2 separate regions of the Mus musculus genome follow, and region 1 is linked to region 2. The links are chromatin contacts, called in public Hi-C maps. All regions are on one chromosome and are shown on one strand. Each heading gives the region's core, a stretch centred on a gene start, on an enhancer-like site or on the middle of the called end of the contact. The rest is flanking DNA. Distances are from core to core; before and after follow the strand shown.

The links. A called contact is a pair of places that touch in the nucleus more often than the background predicts.
Region 1: a Hi-C map of cortical neurons shows a contact between it and region 2, with 1.9 times the contacts expected there. The contact joins the promoter of 1700060C20Rik here to the enhancer-like site in region 2. A contact is called at or near these places in 1 of 39 promoter capture datasets (hippocampal neurons), 1 of 15 datasets of contacts at CTCF or cohesin (the NIH/3T3 cell line), 1 of 484 Hi-C or Micro-C datasets (cortical neurons) and 1 of 9 other capture datasets (embryonic stem cells).

What each region holds. Positions count from the first base shown.
Region 1 is chr2:158,189,687-158,193,920 of GRCm38.p6, reverse strand. It overlaps 1700060C20Rik (RIKEN cDNA 1700060C20 gene), which reads right to left and starts at 1,913. Exons shown (of 3, transcript NR_036606.2): 1 at 1,862-1,913. It also overlaps a transcript of D630003M21Rik not described here.
Region 2 is chr2:157,802,790-157,806,701 of GRCm38.p6, reverse strand. It overlaps Ctnnbl1 (catenin, beta like 1), which reads right to left. Exons shown (of 16, transcript NM_025680.4): 6 at 1-27. Among named protein-coding and RNA genes, the nearest start is that of Ctnnbl1, 67 kb to the right of the region's middle. Within about 2 kb of position 1,446, at least 21 of the 459 cell types and tissues checked have an H3K27ac peak or open chromatin away from gene starts, as enhancers often do. A contact at or near this core is called in cortical neurons, where this site is marked.

The sequences.
Region 1 (4,234 bases), core at 664-3,163, 390 kb before region 2:
CTCGGGAGAAGGGGCATAGACATAGAATATGGGGGAATGATATTCAAAAACAAAGGAGGGGCTGGGTAGATGGCTCAGTGGGTGAAGTGCTTGTGAAGTTCTTACTGTGCAAGCATCAGGTCGCCAGTGTGGCGTGGCAGTACATGCCTATCAGCCTGAGCAGTGGGATGGAGGAGACAGGCAGGGCCCCAGGCTCACTGGCCTGCCAGCCTAGCTGAATCAGTGAGCTCCAGGTTCCGTGAGAGACAGAGCAAGGTGGGGACGTCCACGTATGGCCTCCATGTGTACAGGCAATAGCTCTCAAGTGCACGTGCGTATACCCGCAAGAATTTAACAATAAAAAAAACGAGGAATCAGCTGGTGTCTCGGTTGCATCCAGCTTTGTGCTGAGATCCTTAAAAACTCTGCAAGTCTGCTCAGCTGACCGACTGCATCCCCACAGCCCTGTGGAGTCGGCATCAATTTCCTATCATTTTCCAGAGGAGGAAGCCAAGACTTCTTAGGGGCATAGGGATGTCTTCTCTGATGTGACAGCAAGTGACTGATGTGGACCTTACATGTGACACTGATCTGATTGCTGGGTGCCGGTGGCTGTGGGTTTGTCTCTTTTGTGTTCCTGTTGTCCTTGGCCATAAGCATGTGCTGGGAGTCCTGGTTCTCTGGGCTGTACTTACACCAGGACCTCTGGTGGAACAGGAGCAGACCTAGAGAATGGTTAACCATGAGGACCTGAGTTGAGTTGACTGCCCAGGCTGCATCAGTCACAGGCTGTGTGTCCTTAGCTAAATGAAGTACCTCTCTGTTTCTTGGTTTCCTTACTTGTAGATTGAAAATTGCAGGGCCTCAGAGGCTTGCTGGGAGTTGGCTTGTGGGAATTCCTCAGATAGACACTGGAACATAGTAACTGCTCACTAAATGGTAGCTAGATGCATAGCTTTGGCACCAGCCCCGCCAGCCCCTGTTATTGTTACCTGGAATATCCAGGAAGCACTCTCTTCAGAGCCCCAGCAAAATCCCCTACTGACTCCCCCAACTCTGTCTTTCCAAGTCATGTGGCTTCCTGTGTTTTCTGAATCCCCAGTAGGCTCTTGAAGACCACAGGGACTTAATTTATTGGCAAGGTGGAAACATGGCAAAGAGTTCCCATGCATGTGAAGTAGCCCCGTGGCCACAGCTTCAAATAGCAAAGCCTTGTCCCCAGAGGCTGCTCTGAGAGATGGAGGCTGTGGTGTTCCTCCATGGGACTTTAGGCAAAGGTTTATAGCCTGCTGTGGGGGAAGAAAAGTGGAGCTCATACAGACCCTTAAGTAGGCCAGCGATGTGACCAATTACCCCACTGTCTCGGGGCCCCTTTCCTGCCCGAGGAAACGGGAGGCTGGGGACAGCTGAAGGATCATAGCCTGAGATGTCAAAGCAACCCTGGGCAAATGGCTCCTTATCTCTGATAGCCAGACTCCCTTATTTATCAAATGGGTGCTCTGGATTGGATGGAAACCCTTTCCACCTTGGGAAACACAAAGCTGTGGCCTTGAACCCAGGCTCCCTAGCCTGGTGTTTTCAGTAGAAGGCTACTCTCCATATTCCCATCTATCAAATGGGTTGACAAGCCTGCTGGGTCAAGACACTGATATCTGGATCACCAAGCTCAGCACTAAGCCTTTCTGTGGTAGTAAAAAATTAATTGGAGGTCACAAACCTTTATAATAAGCCTTAGCCAGCACTAGAGCTGAGCGGATACCAACCCTCTGAGCTACCTGGTCTATTTCCCAGTCAATAGCCCTGAGCTATGACTTGCCATGGTCCACTGGGCCCCTCTTATCAGACTGCCCAGCCCTCATGGCCAGTTCTCACCATCTCTTACCCCACGGAATCATCTTCTCTCTCCTCTACTTCTCTCCTCATGGGTCTCTGTCTCAGACTCTCAGACCCTCAGACCCCCCCACACACACACACACACACTTAGGAATGGAAGCCCTGCCTACCTCTCTTCTATCCAGCTGCAGGATGTTGGCATCTTTATTCGAGGAACAAGGTTACAGAGCCTCATTTGGGGTGTGTGAGGATCTCCTTGTCCCTGGGGGTGACCTGACCTTGGGGGCCAGTGTTTAGCATTATAAAGCACAGCAAATCCCAGCACCTTTCCTTTCTGCAGCCATCAGTCCTGTGAAGGGGCAAAGCTTTGAGTGTGATCTTGGCAGAGGTGGGGATAGAGACAGGACTGAGCCCAGAAGGAAACTGAGGCCCTGCACAGTGCTTTTCCACGTGGCCATTTCCTCATCTGATGTTCACTTCAGTCCCGATGGTATTGCAGTTATCCTCTGAGACACTCCCATTTTCCAGACAAGAAGGTGGATGTCTGGATAGGGAGACTTGTTCAAGGGCAGATATCTGTGAAAGGGATGGAGAGAAGGGAGCTGGGACCCACATATCTGAGCAGTGTGGCATCTGGGACAACAAGGAGCCTGACAAGAGAGCGCCACCCACTCTGGGGTAGTCAATACTCACTCTGAGCCCACTAACTGCTCACTCCAGATGTAGAGGGGACAGCTGGTCCGGGTCAAGGCACAGTCTGCCCTCAAGAAATAGGGCTGTGCTGTTCCCAGGGGTTGTAAGCTGGCTCCCTGCCCAGGACAAACCGTCCAGCCCAGAGCCCCACCCTCACCCAGCTGAAAAATAGCGCAATACATGTGAGCCAGCAGGACCCTGAGGACAGCAGCACCCCGGAGGCTCGGGTGACTCTGGAGGGGGAACACTGACCTCCTCAGGCCTCACTGTCCCCATCCACGAAATGGGGGTGTGATGCTGAGATAGACTCAGAAGCACCCAGTTGGTCTCCACACCTGGCCCCTGGCTCACAGTTCCGGAACCCCGGCAGGTCTCCAGAGGGGATGAGAGGGTCTCTGAGTGTGAATGGAGAATATGATCAACAACCCTTAAAAATCCCGTCTGTGGACCAAGGAAGACAGAGGGGCTGAAAGTCACACTGGTCACTCACAGCCTTTGGCTCACCAGTGAGAGCCGCCTTATGTGATCTTTGTAAAGAGTCCAAGGACTGGGTCAGGGAAGCTGCACCAGTCCTTGGGAACAGAGGAGGATGGAGAGCCCAGCTGGGCACAAGGCTTTCTGCCTCTTGGCTTGCCTTGTTCTTTCCATAGCTCCCATCATGACATCCCTCTATACCGTTGTAGTTGGCCTGTACGTACAAGTGTGTTCCCAAGTTCTGTGATCTGTCTCGACAAAGAGATGAAGCCCAAGGAGGGGCGTGGGGTCTCCAAGTCACAGATCAAGGCAGGTGATTGGCATCCAAAGTTGGAACTGTCCTGTGAGCCCAAGCTGGTGGCCTACGTCATCCAGCTCTGACTCTAGGAAGACAGGACCACCCTGACCTGAGTTGAAGAATGCCCACCCAGGATCCATCAGAGAACTGGTAGTTTATGGAAGAACCCTATGGCTTTTTTTTTTTTTTTTAGAGAGAAATCTAGTGGACTGTGGTGAAGGACTGACCTTCTGAGGGAGTGGAGGCAAGATGGCAGGGTGGCCTCTGGGTATTGTCACTAGAAGCTCCCTTCTTCCCTCCCCACCCTCCCTCCCTCTCCACATACTAACAACTCATTCTGGCACGGAGGAGAGAAACGGCATGCCCCTGAACCTCTCCAGAACTCTAAACACACAGTAAAAATAGAAGGAAAACTTACATGAAAACATCATTAAATAGCCTTTTAAAGATGGCGCCGACCTGTCCAAGAACAGAACTGAGCCCAGTTGCTGCTGAGTGGCTCTGGCTGCTTCTGACTGCAAGAGACAGGCCATTGTACCATGCCCAGAGACTCAGGTTTATAACAGGAGGGGCACATACTTCTCCTCCTCCTCCCCACTCCCCCTCCCCTCCTCCTTCTTCTTCGTCGTCTGGTGTACGCCAGTCTCTAACTCATGTCTAGTCCAACTGCATCCGCATCCTAAGTGCCATATCACAGGCACTCACCACCGTGCCCAGTTTTATGCAGCACTGGGGATCAAATCCAGGGCTTTGTGCGTGCTAGGCAAACTCTCTCTACCTGTGGAGCCTTGTCCTCAGCCTCGCATTAGCCACATGGGCATTGCTGTGCAAAGCACTGGGCAGAGAAAATTGCGAAGGAGATGGAGTTGTCTCAGCTAAGGTCTCTGAGGGTTTGGTCCATCGTGGCGGGAGGCACGTTGGAGCAAAGCAGTTGACACCTCCGGAGCCAGGAAAAGC
Region 2 (3,912 bases), core at 197-2,696:
CAACAATGCGGCCACCTGCCCGTCCACCTGCGGGAATAGGAAGCAAAGGAAGAGAAGAACACATCACAGGTCAATCCCCAAATGTCCCCATTCCCCTAGTCACAGCTCTCCATTCAAATGAGCAAACTGAGTGCAGAACTGGCAGCCTGCAGTGCTCTCTCAACCCATGGCCTCTTCAAGGCACTCCGAGGCAAGGAAGGGGTCTTAATGGCTTCCTAACCCCAAGTTAGTCCTGACCCCGGCTGGGCAAGCCAGAGATGAGTGGCACAAAGGAAAAGGCAGGGTTACAAAGCTGGTGAATGCAAGGTTCTCATGGTCATCATCCCACCTCTCCTTCCCCAAGCTCTGCCTCAGCAGTACCTACACATGATGGAAAAACAGGGCATGAGGCATTGGGTAAAACATACTTCCAGCTCTTACTTGAGTCACCTTTTGAGGTCGGTAGGAAACCCACAGTAGCTACAGAATACACACATCTGCCAAGGAGCGATACCAAAGTCAGGATTCCTTCTAGAATCTTGAAGAGAGCCTTTCCTCCTTTACACTGCCATCTGTACAACAGGTTCTGGGGGACTGCCTGTGGGCAACCCCAGGGCATGCAGGGAAGGAAGGAGGGAAGGCAGCCCTGGTTTTCTCTCCTGGAGAAGAGACTCTTTAGCTAAGACAGCTGTGATCAGGCATCTAGGAAGACTGGAGAGCTGGGTACAGCCTCCCTTCCCCTTCCCACTGCCTTGCTTGCCTTACACAGGAAGTGAGGATAAAGAAGAATCCTACAGCAATCGCAGGAAAATGGGGGGAGGGGGCACTACTTTTGGCTAAAGGAACAACTCAAAATGCCCACAATCAAGTTTGCATCGAGTTTTGTTCTCACTCCATGCCATTTACCTCGCTGGGGAAGAAAAAGCCAAGTTCTTTGCTAGCAAGCCCCTTACTTCACGGACCCTGGCTCACTTTAAGATCTTGAACAACTCTGCCCAAACAGATACCTGAGAAACTAACCTTACCAAATAAACTTATGCAGTCACTGTGTGCTCTCAGTCAGTGTTGCATCTACCCTGGCATAAAGCTCACAGCTCTCACTCACAGAGCACACAACAAAGGCTCAGGGAGGTTAGGCAGCCTGGCCAGAGCCATAGAGCTGGGACAGCAGTGAGCAGAGAACAGAAAGACAGACAGGAGGAGGAAGAGCCCAGTGAGCTGCACTCTACAGACCTGGTTGGACAGAGCCTAAGGATGACAGGGAGGAGAAGACAAATACAGCCCCTGCTCTTTCTGGGACTTTCTGAGACTCAGGGGCAACATCTGGACATGAAGAAAATCTGAAATTTGTGGCCTGTCTGCACACCCAGTTGCTAGTCAGTGACGCTTTCTGAGCTCTCCCTTATGCCTTGGGGAAGGAATGGGGACGGAGCCACTGGAGAGGAGCTGGTGCCAGAGCTGGAAGGGCTGCAGCAGAAAATGAGCTGCTCTCCCTCTTCTCCCAGGGATACACAATCGTGCTCTCAAGTCTCACAGCCAGTAAGAACATTAAAGTGTTTCCCTTAATAAACTGAATCATTTATGCATGGCAAAGAAAGCAGAAAACATCTGGGGGCACAGAGCATCCACAACTTAGTTTTTTCTAAACCACCCTAACTAACTCCCCTATCTCCCCCAATTCAGAAGTGGCAAACGTCACAGCTCTGCTTGGCAGCAATGGCTTGTCACTGCTACAAACAAGACGGCATGGCCGGCTTCTGCTGCGATGGATGGCAGCATTATTTATTTGCATTATTTGTCTCTTTCCCTGATTCTTAGTTATGTTTGCCATCTCTGCTGTCTAGAAACTGGCAGGACAGTGGCGGTGAGCAGCACTTAGATCCTAGAGCCAAGTGGATATGGTTGGTGGGTGTCTGGCTGGAGGAAAGTCTTTTTTCTTGTTACAGAAATCTAACTTCCAACAGGCAGACTTTTTAAGCTTGCAAAGTGTGAAACTCAATGTTTAGTTGGGTTAGATACAATTTTATCTGATTGCAGGAGGGCCGAGAGCAGTCAAAATACATTTAGCTCAGAAAACCCTTAGGAAAGTATTTGTATTATGCATGGCTCTGGAGTCGGCTGGTAAGGAGTGCAAATTAGCATTCTGCCTACTTCCTCCAGCCTCCAGCCTACCTTCAATTTTCTGGATCTGTGACCAAGTCTGAAACTAAAAACAAATCCTGCGTGGGGATTAAAGCACCAGCCAGAGCAGCCCTGGCCTTGGAAATGAGGTCTCTCTGAGGCCTGGCAGTTTCTGATAAGTCTCTGGTTATTTCTGCTTGTTAGCAGGTCCCCAAACAGCAGGTCTCACTATGAGGAGGTTTGAGGGCATGATCAGACATCTTTTTCCACTTGACCAAAGAAGAAGGATATAAGAGAAAAGGAGGAAAGAGGGAAACAGGCAGATGAGAGGGTCTGAAGAGGATTCCTTTTCTACCTGGCCCACTCCATGACACTCAAGAGCTAGATTGGAGTTCTTCCACCCACAACGCGTTTCAGAAATGTCATGTTTAAAAAAATAATAAAATAACCCCCAAACATGTGGAAGGGATCTTGATCAAATAAGTTTTGAAAGTCATAATACTAAAAGCAAGCCTACAGTCACCTCTTGAGATATGTGCCTCCATTCCTGCCCTCCCACTCCCCACCCACAGCTGCCTGTCGGTTGTTCTAAACATCTAGACAGACACTTGCCAATCCCATGCCTAATGTCTGCCCATGCAGACGATTTCACAGAGGCCTATAGGACGCAGAACCACTCCCCACACCAAGTGGCTCCTCTCATTCTCCCTGGTGCCAAGCTCATTCTCACCTTGGTCTCTTCCCTGTCCTACCCTGCTCTTGGCCATTTTGAATGGCTGGCTTCTTCTTGTACCCAGAACTCAGGCCTGTACTGGTTGATTTTGTGTCAACTTGACACAAGCTGGAGTTATCACAGAAAAAGGAGCTTCAGGTGAGGAAATGCCTCCATGAGATCCAGGTATGGCATTTTCTCAATTAGTGATCAAGGGGGGAGGGTCCCATTGTGGGTGGTTCAATCCCTGGGCTGGTAGTCTTGGGTTCTAAAAGAAAGCAAGCTGAGCAAGCCAGGGGAAGCAAGCCAGTAAGGAACATCCCTCCATGGCCTCTGCATCAGCTCCTGCTTCCTGACCTGCTTGAGTTCCAGTTCTGACTTCCTTTGGTGATGAACAGCAATGTGGAAAATGTGAGCTGAATAAACCCTTTCCTCCCCAACTTGCTTCTTGATCATGATGTTCATGCAGGAATAGAAACCCTGACTAAGACAAGGCCTTTTTAGAGAACCAGGTCTAACCAGACCCCCACACACTCAGCCATTCCATTTTCATCCTCTGCATGACCATCTTGTTTCACCCCCTGAGAGCAGAGACCCTATCAGCCATACTGAGAGCTACAAGCAGCCAGTTTCTAGGACCAAGAGGAAGTCAGCACGCAGTGAGCATCAAGCGAATGAAGACCTGGTGAGTTCTGCTTTGCGACAGAGATAAAGGAGAGAACACGAATGGAAGCAAGAAGGCCAGGAAGCAGAGGCTGACACGGTGACAAGCGTCAGGAGACCCTCAGCGTGGCTGCACCTGAGCAGCACAAAGCAAGCAGCACATCAGACCAAGGCAGACCATGGCCTGCGCTCAGGACTGGGCATCTGAGAAGGGCTGCCTGAGGGCAAGGATGGGTGTGGAAGGGTCCCCAGGTTCTCTACAGCAAGGTACACTTGCTCCAGTCTACAGAAGATGCGGGGCTCAGGCAGCTTCACGCCTCAGCGGCTCTTTACCCTGCTCTGTATGACTCCTCCGCACAATCTGAAATTCTGTTGGCTTGGCCCCAGATCTGACCAGCCCTACTCTTCATCCCACAGAGCCTGCCTTCTCAACCTCC